Regions from separate parts of the Gossypium hirsutum genome. Here region 2 is linked to region 1. Evidence: chromatin contacts called from public Hi-C data. All regions are on one chromosome and are shown on one strand. The core of a region is the stretch at or near the end of the contact, and the rest is flanking DNA. Distances in the headings are between cores, read along the strand shown. Region 1 has its middle 18 kb from the start of LOC121204338. Region 2 holds the start of LOC107956486 (transcription factor MYC2).

Region 1 (6,078 bases), core at 2,680-5,179:
TCATACGAGTCTTCCAGTAAACATAGTTTGATGAACCAATTAGCAATGATGATTGAGTGATTAAACTAACTTCCTTAATAAACTGCATAACAACAAGTTGAGCTCAAGACCTCTTTCAAGTGCGTTTGAGGTCTACTCTAAGACTAATTTAAAAAAAAGTATATTTGTTTTCCTTTGTTCAAGTTTTTGTCGAAAAAGATGTTGTAACAAGGTTCTCGACATAATTGATTTTCAAGTTAAATAAAGGAGTAAAAGAATAGCGAGAGATCAAAATAATTAATGGAATTCAGATTAAATAATCCTACCTTTGCGTAGCCTAACTTTGAGAATGAATCCACTAAACAAGCTCCTCAGTATAATAGTTTATTTAGACTTATCTGCCCAACTCTCACATGTGTAATTGAAGCATAAATATTGCCCAATTGTTTACTTTACTCTCTCAAATAACTTCACTTACAAGTATAATCTCTCTAAGAAATACTTAAAGTAACTAAGTATGAAAAACCCAATAGAGTATACCCAAGAAACGCAAATAAACACTCCCCCAAAATCACTCCCAAATAATGAGTTTTGACTACTTCATATAGGTTAACGCTCAATATTTGAACTAATAAGATCACATGAAGATCAACCCTTTATCTACTTTGTTTTTCAAATTTGAAATATGTTACATAATAAGCTCAGTTTCAAATTTAAAAGCACTCTACAAACTAACCAAATTTGAATCTTAAACTCAACTTGATATAGTCCACGAAACTTGAACTCTTTCTTGTCTTCCAAAGGTTCTTTCTAGCAAGTGGACTCTAACAAGATATTAACTTGTTCCTTTTCTCAATAGAATCATATATCTTTTACCTAACACGAAATACAAATATAATATTTAGAATATTACAAGTCAAAATCACCAATTATCATAAGAAACTTTGGTTGTTATAAAAACTTGTTAAAACTCATTTTTTGTGACAAAAGTCCAGTCAAAGTTTCTAAAACAATTGATTGATGTTTCTTTAAATAGATATAAAAAACATATAAACTAACTAAATTATGCCCTTTCTTTGATCATTTCCCCATAAGCAAATTTTATGAATTTATACTAAAAAAAAGTCAAATTCAAATTAATTTTATTCAGAAAACATTTCCTTATTAATTAGTTTTTTGATATGGGTACACATAATGCTATACTAGAATATTAGAATAGGTGTCAATAGCTTAGAAAAAAAAGCAACCTAACTTTGTACAAAATCAAATCACTTTGTAAGTCGATAATAAACAAGAGAGTAGCTTTGTGACAAAGATATAGCTACACATATTATTCCTTCCAGCAAGCATCTCTCCTTCATCTTTTCTCTTTTTTCCTAACAACCTTATGATCCTTACTTTCTCTATTACAAAGTCATTGGATTAACTTAAGCATCAGAGAGTGTCTCCAAACAAATGCTACAACAATTCCTAAGCTCACCCTAATCTTTTAGGAACTTAAGAAAATTAGAACCCATTTCGCCTTCCGATAAGGTCAATCTCCATAACCAAATATGTGTAAACAATTCGTGTCATCTTTGGGAGCAAAGAAAAAAATCCATTTCTCAACCTCCTTATTATATCTCATTTCCATTTTTGAATCTTTTGAAGTTTTCTCAATACTCATGTTACTTAGAAAGATGAAAGTTTGATATAGAATGTCGTGTACCCTTCTTCTAATCGACCATTACAAAATGTTCAAATATCTTCTCTATGTTTGAAGCTTGCAATAAAGCTAGCACTTTTTTTCTTTCGATTTCTAAGGATTCGAATTCCTAGGATGTAGTTAGCTTCACCCAAATCCTACATGCTAAACTATTTTGTAACTGCAGTTTAACTGATGACAACGTCCATACATCATTCCTAATGAGTAGCATGTCATCGACATAAAAAACTAGAAAGACCACATTTCCATCCACAATACATTTATAATGCAAGGTTCATTTACATTTTGCTCAAATCTAAAAGTTTTGACCGCTTGATGAAATCTTTGATTTCAGGAGTGGGACGCCTGCTTAAGTCCATATATGAACCTAAATAATTTGTGAACTTTATGCTTGTTACTTGAGAAAAGGTTTCCACGAGTGGAATGCCTACTTAAGTTCGTATATGGACCTAAGAAACTTTTAAATTAGATAGACCAATCTATGTGGAATCGACCCTACTTTCATAACAACAATTTAAAATTCCATTTTAGGTGTTAGACTTTTTATTTTTGGTGAACTCAACACCCATCATCAAATGTCCTAGAGTTTTTAATCATAGACCTTTAAAAAGTTTGACAAATGTAGATTCAGGCATTCAGAAGTTAAACCATTAAATATGCAATGTTTTGAAGCATACTTAATCTAGAAATGTTGCTATATAGTTAAACTATACTATTATTTAAGTTCCTTATTAAGTTAGTATCATAAGTTAACTGAGCATCAATTCAGTTAAAAAATTATGAATTATCAAAATTTTAAAACAAAAATCATAAATAAGAATTATATAAATAATTTATTTTATTTTAAAAATAAAATAAAAATTCATCCTAAGGATTTGAACTAGGGTACACAACATTCTAAAACATCAATTTTATCAATACAACCAAAAGTTAATTAACAAAATTATTTACATTTTTATTATTTTATCAATAATTTTTATTATTTTTTAAATGCATTGTTTAATTTTATTTATTTTTCACCTGCATAATGATTAGGCTGGCTAGGAAGTTTTTAGGCAGCTATATATTACTTAGACTTGTTGAAATGCTAGGCCGACATCCAAATTAAATTAGTCATCCTCTTTTTTAAATGTAACATTTGGTATTCTATTTTCATATTTAAGACTTCAAATAACAAGTTTCCAGATTTAGTTTCAAGTTAAGAGTATATATACCTTAGTGGAAAATGTTAATCAATTTTTAGTTAAGATAATATTTATAAAATGTAATATAATTGATGAATTATTTATTTAATGTAATAAAAATAACAAATTAAGTTAAATAATTTTTAAGGTAAATTATACCCAATATCACTAAATTATCAGTAAGTTTATATTTTAGTCACTTAATTTTAAAAAGTTACAAAATAGTCAAAGAATTGTTCAAAAGTTTTTATTTAAGTAATTGAGTTATTAAGTTTTTGTAAGCTCCACTAGTGAGCTCCAAGCGATGATTCGATAATTAGTATGGTGGATTAGTACCTATCGATTAGTAGAAAAACATATTTTAGATCTAAGTTGATCTAATGATTAGTGTCGGAGATTGAAGAAAAAAATTATTTAGATTTTGATTTATAATTTTTTATAATCAAAGTTGTTTCATAAAAGAAAAGCTGAATTTTTTATTAGTGTAGGTGTTGCGAACAGAAAAGGCTTTACAACAATAATTTTAACAATTTAGTGACTTTAACTTTTGAATAATTAATGACATTTTGTAAACTTTTAAAATGAATTATAAAATATAAACTTACTAATACTTAATATTAAGTATAATACCCTAATTTTTAACCGAAATCTATGAATACTAATTAACTGGACCTACTATATGTTAATGGGATGGTATTAGAAGAGCCCACTTGAGACGATTGAAGTGAAATAATGATAAAATGGGCTTTCCCCCTTGTCTATTTAAGGCCAGAACCAAAACTTCGTCGCACCCTGAAACTATTTGCAATTGAGGTGTACTGTACGCGTAGCCAATTTGATTGCCATCACCAAACAAAAGCTTCATGGAAAATGTGAGTGATGTTTGTATCTTCTAGAGATGGTGAAAGATTCTGAGAGCTGGATGTTGAATCACGAGCGTAGATTGGACCTGCAAACAAGGATGAACTAAGAATGCATCGATGAGTAAACTTCAATATCCCTTCGATGATACAGTTGAAAGGTTGAAGGGTATAATTAGTCTCCAGTTTGTAGCTATCCATCGTTTGTTAATGTCTTGGGCCATTTGGGCTGTATAATCTTTTGGATCTCAACCTTTATTATCTCATATTATACTATATACGAAAAAGTATTCAAACCACCTTATGCTTGATTAAAAATACTTACTTGTTTATGGTTTACTTATTAAATAAATTTTAAATAAAATGATAACTTTACCCTTCATTAGTTATTTTTTATTAATTTTTTATCTCTAATATTTATATTCAATAATTTTCAATTAAAAATTTAATTTTATTGAAAACCCATTTTAGCAGGAAGAAAAGTAATTAGAATAGCTTTTTGAAAGCATAGCAATTTTCTAAAGGCACAACTTATATCATTTTACTAAAATCAAAACAATTCATTGGTACATTTGCAAGATAAATCACTTTGAAAACTTCAATTAGACTTACAGCAGAAAACAGTACTGCGTATCATTTGAAAAATCGTGATTCTCTTTTTCTTTTAGTTATCTCAAGTTAAGCGTTATTAAAAAGGAAAAGACTTTTGCATAATAAAAACCAGAAAGGTTCTAAAGATCTCAACAAATCATAAAATATCTAAAAATAAATTAAACCCAAGAAAAAGTCCAAAATGTCCATAATAACAACAACAACCAGTGAAATCCATAGTACTAAACCAAAATAGAATGTGAAACCCGAGTTCTAGAGTCACCATCCTATCCTAAGTCAGAGGATCACCTGAAACAAAGCAACAAAGGCATGAGCTTAAAGCGCAATGTGTGATTTGGCTCATAATTTTAGTACAAACATACATATGTATCAAAATGTCTGATATAGTTTCATATTATATAATATTTTATACAAATCATATCTTAACGTATCATATCATATTGAATCTTAGCATATCATGTTCTATCGAATCATAACATAGCATATTTTATCCTACCATATCATGTCCTACCCCATCCGCTATACACTATCTCCGTCCAGCCAATCACACCATATAGGACTACAAGAGTCTATCCATCCAATCACACCAATTTGTAGCGATGTGCCACTAAGATATTTGCAATTGAGCTGCCATACAAAATTTGCGGTCTAGTTGCCATATAGCACTTCCTCCATCATATCATAACCCACCCTGGAACACAAATAAATCATAATCATATAGCATACTTACATATATCATAAATCATATGGCATACATACTACATATTTCATACAAATTATAACATAGCACACAATTTAAAGATAACATTTCTTACTTAACATACCTCTTAAGCTTATCCGAATACTTTTATGTATTGAAACTTAGGCCTTTCCGGCCCCATATGATGCCTATAGGCCCAAATTTTGAGTCCCTCAAATAGCCCCTAATTGAGCCCTAAAATTGAGCAAAAAGAACCACACAATCGTGTCACCCACACGACCTAAAAACTTAGCCTGTGTGCTCCACATAGTCTACCCACACGGTTTGCACAGTTTCACACGGCGGTGTGCCACACACAGCTTGACCATACATAATCTGGCCACACGTTCTACAAAGTTTCACACGACCGTGTGCCAAACACGATCTACCACATTACTTGAGACACGAACGTGTGGCAGTGGGCAGTTTTGAAAATAGCCCCTGTTTCATGATTTGTCAAGTTTCTATCGAGTTTAAGTGTCGTTTTCACACACCTGATCGAAAATACAATTAACCACACTCCTGAAACTCACAAAATCTACAATTGTTTATCAAACCCTACTCATTAATCACAATAAAACCCTTCTAAGAATGAATTTTTAAACCAAAATTTCAGAACGTATACTAATGTTGAATACTTACTCTTTAGAAACCAGTAAATAATCACAACGATTACTCCTCCAGAGGACATTGATTTCTACCCCTTTCGCCTAAAACAAAGTTAATCGCATACTAATTAAAACATAGGGAGAATCTAATCGTTAAAGTCCACTTAGACAAATCGAGCAGAATCGAACAATAACAGTAAAATAAATCACAAACTTACGTAACTATTCCTTTAACACAACCTACGCAAATCTAACAACAACTTATTGACGTAATAAGTAAACCCCCAAAGAAAGAAAATAAAGAAAAGCCCAAGCAAGAAAATAGAGCTATATAACTGAATCAAAAGCGAAAGGAAAAAAGAAAAAAGTTTGCAGACTTGGGAAATTAGAA
Region 2 (6,078 bases), core at 1,311-3,810, 52 kb before region 1:
TTGTTGTTTTCTCCCTATTTTGCTACCATTTTACTATTATATTGTTACTATTTTATTGTTATTTTTTGGATATTTTATAAAACTTATTTTCTTGTTAATTTTATTATTATTTTAAAGGCATTTGTTAATTTGTTTATTATCTTAGAGGCATTTACTTGTTAAGTTGCATCTATCTTTATGTTATTTAAGTCTACATATTTTTTAAAATTTATTTTCAATTTGTTGGGAAATATTTATTTTGATGTTTTTAGTATTTTTGATGTATTATATATATTTAAAAATAATATAAAAATAATGTAAAAAATTAATACGGGCGAGCCGGGCCAGGCCCAATAAATGGGCATGATTTTTTAGTTGAGCCCGGCTCGACCCAGCCCATGAACACCTCTAGTTGTTTCTTTGACTACTTTTTAATAAAATCACAGCCCAATATTTCTCAAAAAAAAAAGATGTGTTTGTTTTTAAAATATTTAAATTATATATAATCATGTAATATTTTAATAGAAAATTTAATTATATTAACTATTTGGATATTACGAAGAAAGAGCATGGGTAAGTATCCAAAACCTTTCTTTTTTTCCTTTTTTTTGTGGAAAAAAAGACAGTCTAAAGTGAAAAACTTAAAAAATTACATTAGTGACTCAAAGTAATAACATAATCCGCCTCAATTAAACTTTTAGTTGATTGCGGTGATTCTTCAAACCAATAAATTTTTTTAGAATTAGTCGCCATACACTTGGTTATATGATCAACTATTGTATTTTGCGACCTCGAAATATGACAAACAATGACCTTCCAATTCCAACTCAATAAATGATGGATAAGACGCATTTCAGTGAAATGATAATCTACAGCTCTGCCAGCTAAAATCACTTCAACTAAGAGAGCATTATCACATTCCACTTCCAACAGTCGATAACCTTTCCTTCATGATATAAGGAGGCCTTCAAGTAAGGCTCTTACCTCAATCTTGAAAATTGAATAATTTCTTAACTTCATCGAAAAGCCACCTAACCACTTACCGTCAGCACTTCTAAACACTCCCCTGATGCCTATAAATGAGCTATTTCTCGATACAGCTCCATCCGTATTAAGTTCAACCTATCCTCTAGTCCAAAACCTTTCTTTTATATATAGTTATATAGATATAATAATATAAGTAACTAATTATTCTCTTTTTCCTTGAGAAATATTTTTACTTTTTAATATTATAAACGATAAAAAAAAAACCTGAAATATAAAAAGACACTGATATAGGAGCGCTCAATCCACAAATGTAAAGCCTTGAGCTAATATAAATATAACACGGTTTGATGATAATTACACAAATAATATTTTAAATTTGAATTTTAAAAATAATATATTAAAAGGGTTAATTATAAAGGTCAGAAAATTAATTTTTATTAAATAAGATTTCTTTTTTTTTTTTGAAAATGATATGAAAACTATGTTAATTTTACGAAATATGTGTCAGTCTATTATATATAGCTATTTTAATAACTCCTATTGTATAGTGTAATATAAAGAACGTAATAGAAAAAAAGTATAATATGGTACGGTATGATATTTCTTTAAGTATGGTTGGTTGTTGGTATATAATAATACATTAATGAGTTTTTTCAGTTTTCAATGATTGGGTTAAAAGATGTATAAATTGTGTGTGATGCCAAATAACGAGGAGCCCATACGCATCGTAGTCACTAGACCTGTCGCTATCAATACACGTGCAAGTGGTGCCAAATGTCTGCCCTTTATTCTATCTCTTCACATGTGACGTTTACGATATTTAAACATGTGCTTTTTTAATCTTTTCACTAAAATCTTTACTCTATCTCTTCCTTTAACTTTACTCACAATATTCAAATCAAATTACTATTAATTAAATTAGTTGAATTTTTTAATTATTTAACTGTTAATAAAATTAAAATATTTTTTAATTATTTTTTAAATTAATTCTTTAGATTAACGGAATTAATTAAAACTTATACATTTTATTTTATTGTTAAAATAAATATGAAACATATAAAAAAAATTTTAAGGTTTATTTAATCAGATTAACCGAATTAACCGAATTAATAATAATCTAATACATATAATATATAATATTAGTTATTAAGTTCAATTAATGCGATTAATTATTCAATTTCGAATTAAATTAACCGTTGACCGAAATTCTAAAAAAATTTTAACTGACCTCCGATTGATTAGATCGATTAATCAAATTAGATCGATTCAATCAATTAATTTAATTTTAATCAAAATTTGAACACCAAGTTAGAAACAAATCCCTCTTTCCTTTATGCTGCTAGGATGATTGAGATTAATATGCTAGTTTCTGTTATCGAAAATTCCAGGTTAATAATTCCAACTTGATAACCTAAAATCATTTCACACAGCCAAAATAAACACGAAAAAACTTAACGAGTTAACGTCACAGTCTTACTGTTAAAATGAACAAAGAAAAGTGGACAAAGCTTATAGGTGAGCATGCAGAGGATTTTAGGATCTTGTGGCCCCCACCTTATAAGTTACAAAGCTTATAAACTCCTCCTCCATCCCCCTTTTTTGTCCAATGCACCCCGTATTCTCTTTTGGTTTTTCTTTTCCTTGTAAAATTTAAGATGATTTAATGGCTTATTTGTTGTAAAGAACTTCCAAAATCTCTGCCTTTCAGATTCCCTCGTGTATTGTTTTCCTTCTTTTTGTATCGGTCAGCCATGGAAGAACTTATAATCTCTCCATCTTCATCTTCTTCACTGGTCTATATGACCCAGGAAACTTCACCTTCAACTCTCCAGCAGAGGCTCCAATTTGTGGTACAAAGCCAGCAAATTTGGTGGACATATGCTATATTTTGGCAGACATCAAACGATGAACATGGTCGTTTGTTTTTGTGCTGGGGAGATGGTTATTTTCAAGGCACCACCAAAGGTACGCCTCCAAAATTATTAAGCGCCAACATTTCGTGCCTAGAAAATGAAAGAAGAAAGGAGATGAAAGGAGCCCAAACTCTCATCGGAGATAACCATGAGGTAGATGTGTCGATGATGGACGGCACCACCGGGGTCAGTGATGCTGAATGGTTCTACGTGATGTCATTGTCTCGATCTTTCCCTGCTGGAGAAGGGATTCCAGGCATGGCTCTAAGTACTGGCTCTCTGGTTTGGTTAACCGGTGCTCATGCTTTGCAGTTTTACAACTGTGAAAGAGCTATAGAAGCACAAATGCATGGCATTGAGACGATGGTCTGTATACCAACTTCTTGCGGGGTTCTTGAATTAGGATCCGTAGAAATGATCAGTGAAAATTGGGGTTTAGTCCAACAAGTGAAATCCATTTTCGGAGCTGATCCCATTGACTTGTTACAAAAGCAATCAAGTACAGATCCAACTCTAACCCGACCTTCAATCCCCTTCCTCGACAGAAACATCTCTTTTGCAGACATGGGTATAGTTTCCGGTGTTGAAGAAGAAGAAGAAAATGTAGGTCCTGTTAATGAAACCAAGCAAGAACACCACAACCACCCAACCAAGAAATATTCCACAAAACTTGGGCAATCTTCTTCTGTGGACTCGGAGCATTCTGACACGGATCGCCCATCACTTGCCATGAGTCATTTAGAGCAGAGAACCCCACAGAAACGTGGAAGGAAACCCGGACTTGGACGAGAGACACCGTTGAACCACGTGGAAGCTGAGAGGCAACGCCGTGAGAAGCTGAACCACAGGTTCTACGCCCTCCGAGCCGTAGTCCCGAACGTGTCGCGCATGGACAAAGCATCGCTCTTATCTGACGCTGTCTCATACATCAGTGAGCTAAAAGCGAAAGTCGAAGAACTGGAATCGCAGCTTCAGAGGGAGTGTAAGAAACCTAAGGTAGAAATGGTTGATGTTACGGATAACCAAAGCACAACCACTTCCGTGGAACAGGAAGCAGCAAAGCCTGATAATTCACCATCCCCTGCAACAGCAGGGTGCGTGGGCCTTGAATTTGATATCAAGATCATGGGGAATGATGCAATGATTAGGGTTCAATCAGAGAATATGAACTATCCAGTTACTAGGTTAATGGTTGCCCTTCGTGATCTGGAGTTTCCGATCCATCATGCAAGCATGTCGTGTGTTAACGAGACCATGCTCCAGGATATCGTAGTCAACGTCCCTGATCTTGAACTCAGAAATGAACAAGGCCTCAAATCTACTCTTCTCAGGAGGCTAGACCACTAAGTTTATCTAGTAAGTGTGTGACGTGAACATCTTTTTCAATGCTTTAGTTTCTTCCTACTGTCGCTTTGTTGGTTTGCCAAATCTCACTCTCTTTATTTATTTGTGGTTTGGTTTTGTATTTTGTGTCCTGTGGTTTCCCTTTTTGGGTTTGTTTTCTGCTTTGTCTTGTATAATTAAGAGATAAAATGAGCAAATATGTTTCCAACAATTTGTAATTTGCCCTTTTTTTTTCTTTTTTTTTTTTTTGTTCTTTGCCTGCTTTATTTCATCCGTTTCTTGCTGCCTCCTTTTCACCAATTCCTTCTACGTATTTTTCTTCTTGCTGTTCCCCAGGTCTAAATTGTTCACACTCTTGAATTTTCACCAAAATATCAGCTTTGTGTGCTTGTAAACCTATAAAATGCCTCTATTTCACTCCAAATCAGGTAAATGAAATCATTCCAAGCAACTTCAAAATAACAATTAATTATAAACCACACCACATTTATGAACTGTTACTGTATAAATATATGTATAGATTACGACGTAAATGTTTGATAGGAATGTTTAAATAAATAAAAATATAATGCAATATACATGATGAATTTAAATATTGTTAATGTGTCAACAACATGTGCTTATTAATTAATCATATTTATGTTTAGGTTTTTACTTCATTTGTTAATTCAATTGATATTTTTATTATTAAAAATTGTGAGTCCTAACATTTTAAGCATAATATTTTAAGATTTGAGAGATTTATAAATAATTTAATAATTGTATAAAAAATATAAATATTAGAATTTTTTAACCAAAGGGTTAATATAATAATTCTATTTAACAAGAAAAAAATTGATAAAAAGAAATGTCTTAATATCTATTTTTCTTTTGTACTATAGACAAATACTCAGTTCCGTGCTTTAAGAAAATTTTTTGTTGGTTTAGTGTATGAACTTTCTTTCCATCAAGCACTTTGTTACTTCCACGTTTTTAATTAAAAGGAATATCAAATAAACTAATAAAAGGCTGACATGTGCAAAATAATAATAAAAATTCTAAAATTTTCTAAAAATACTTAAAATTCCAAATAAAATCTAAAAAGATAATAATATTTTTAAGTTTTTTAAATTATAAGAATATATAAAATAATTTACAAATACTCTTTTAGAATAAATGTGGACAAATTAGATGTCCTAATGAGATCAACCTTCATGTACATTTGTCTAAGTTTATTTTTATATACATTTTTAATAATTATATATATGTAATTATAAAAAAAATTCTCTTAGTTTTTTGAATTTTAGTGTAACATCCTGATTTAGGAACAATGGTTTCGAGACCACAAATTCAAAGTAAAAATAATTATTTTATGATTATTATAAGGTCTAGGATGTGAATGCATGCTTATGTGAAAATTTCATGAGGAAATACTATGCCTAAGATACCCAATTTGATTGTAGGGACTACATTGAATAAGTTGTAAAACTTGAGTTCTAAAAGCTCTTAGCATGAAATTGAGTTGGATTATAATTAGAGTCCCTTGGATAGAAATTTGACCAAGTTCTGAAATTTTGGACAAAAATTGACATGCATGGATAAAAATTCAAAGTTTAGTAAAAATGACATTTTGGTCATTTGGTTAATTAAAGAATAAAAAGGGAAAAATCAAGCAAAAATGTTGTTCATCTTCCTCATAGTGTGCCGAAAATTCAAGGGGTTTGATGTGTGATAAACATCTTTTACTAAGTGGTTTCTAGTGAAAACACTTAAAAAGGACTTGTTTGGAAAAGGTGTTTAAATGAGTAGTAAAACTGTGAAATAAAGGAAAATGTGGGCTAATATGAGCATGCTATAAGTTCAGCTAGGCTTGAGT

The links. Hi-C and Micro-C count contacts between places; a contact is called where the count stands out from the background.
Region 2: a Hi-C map of hypocotyl shows a contact between it and region 1, with 1.7 times the contacts expected there. The contact joins the promoter of LOC107956486 here to the enhancer-like site in region 1. A contact is called at or near these places in 6 of 34 Hi-C or Micro-C datasets (anther, cotyledon, hypocotyl and 1 more).

The regions. Positions count from the first base shown.
Region 1 is chrA07:29,498,867-29,504,944 of Gossypium_hirsutum_v2.1, reverse strand. No RefSeq gene overlaps it. Among protein-coding and RNA genes, the nearest start is that of LOC121204338, 18 kb to the left of the region's middle. Within about 2 kb of position 3,929, at least 3 of the 9 cell types and tissues checked have an H3K27ac peak or open chromatin away from gene starts, as enhancers often do. A contact at or near this core is called in hypocotyl and leaf, where this site is marked.
Region 2 is chrA07:29,549,892-29,555,969 of Gossypium_hirsutum_v2.1, reverse strand. LOC107956486 (transcription factor MYC2) reads left to right here and starts at 2,560. Exons shown (of 1, transcript XM_016892137.2): 1 at 2,560-4,473. The coding sequence starts at 2,718. The coding sequence ends at 4,226.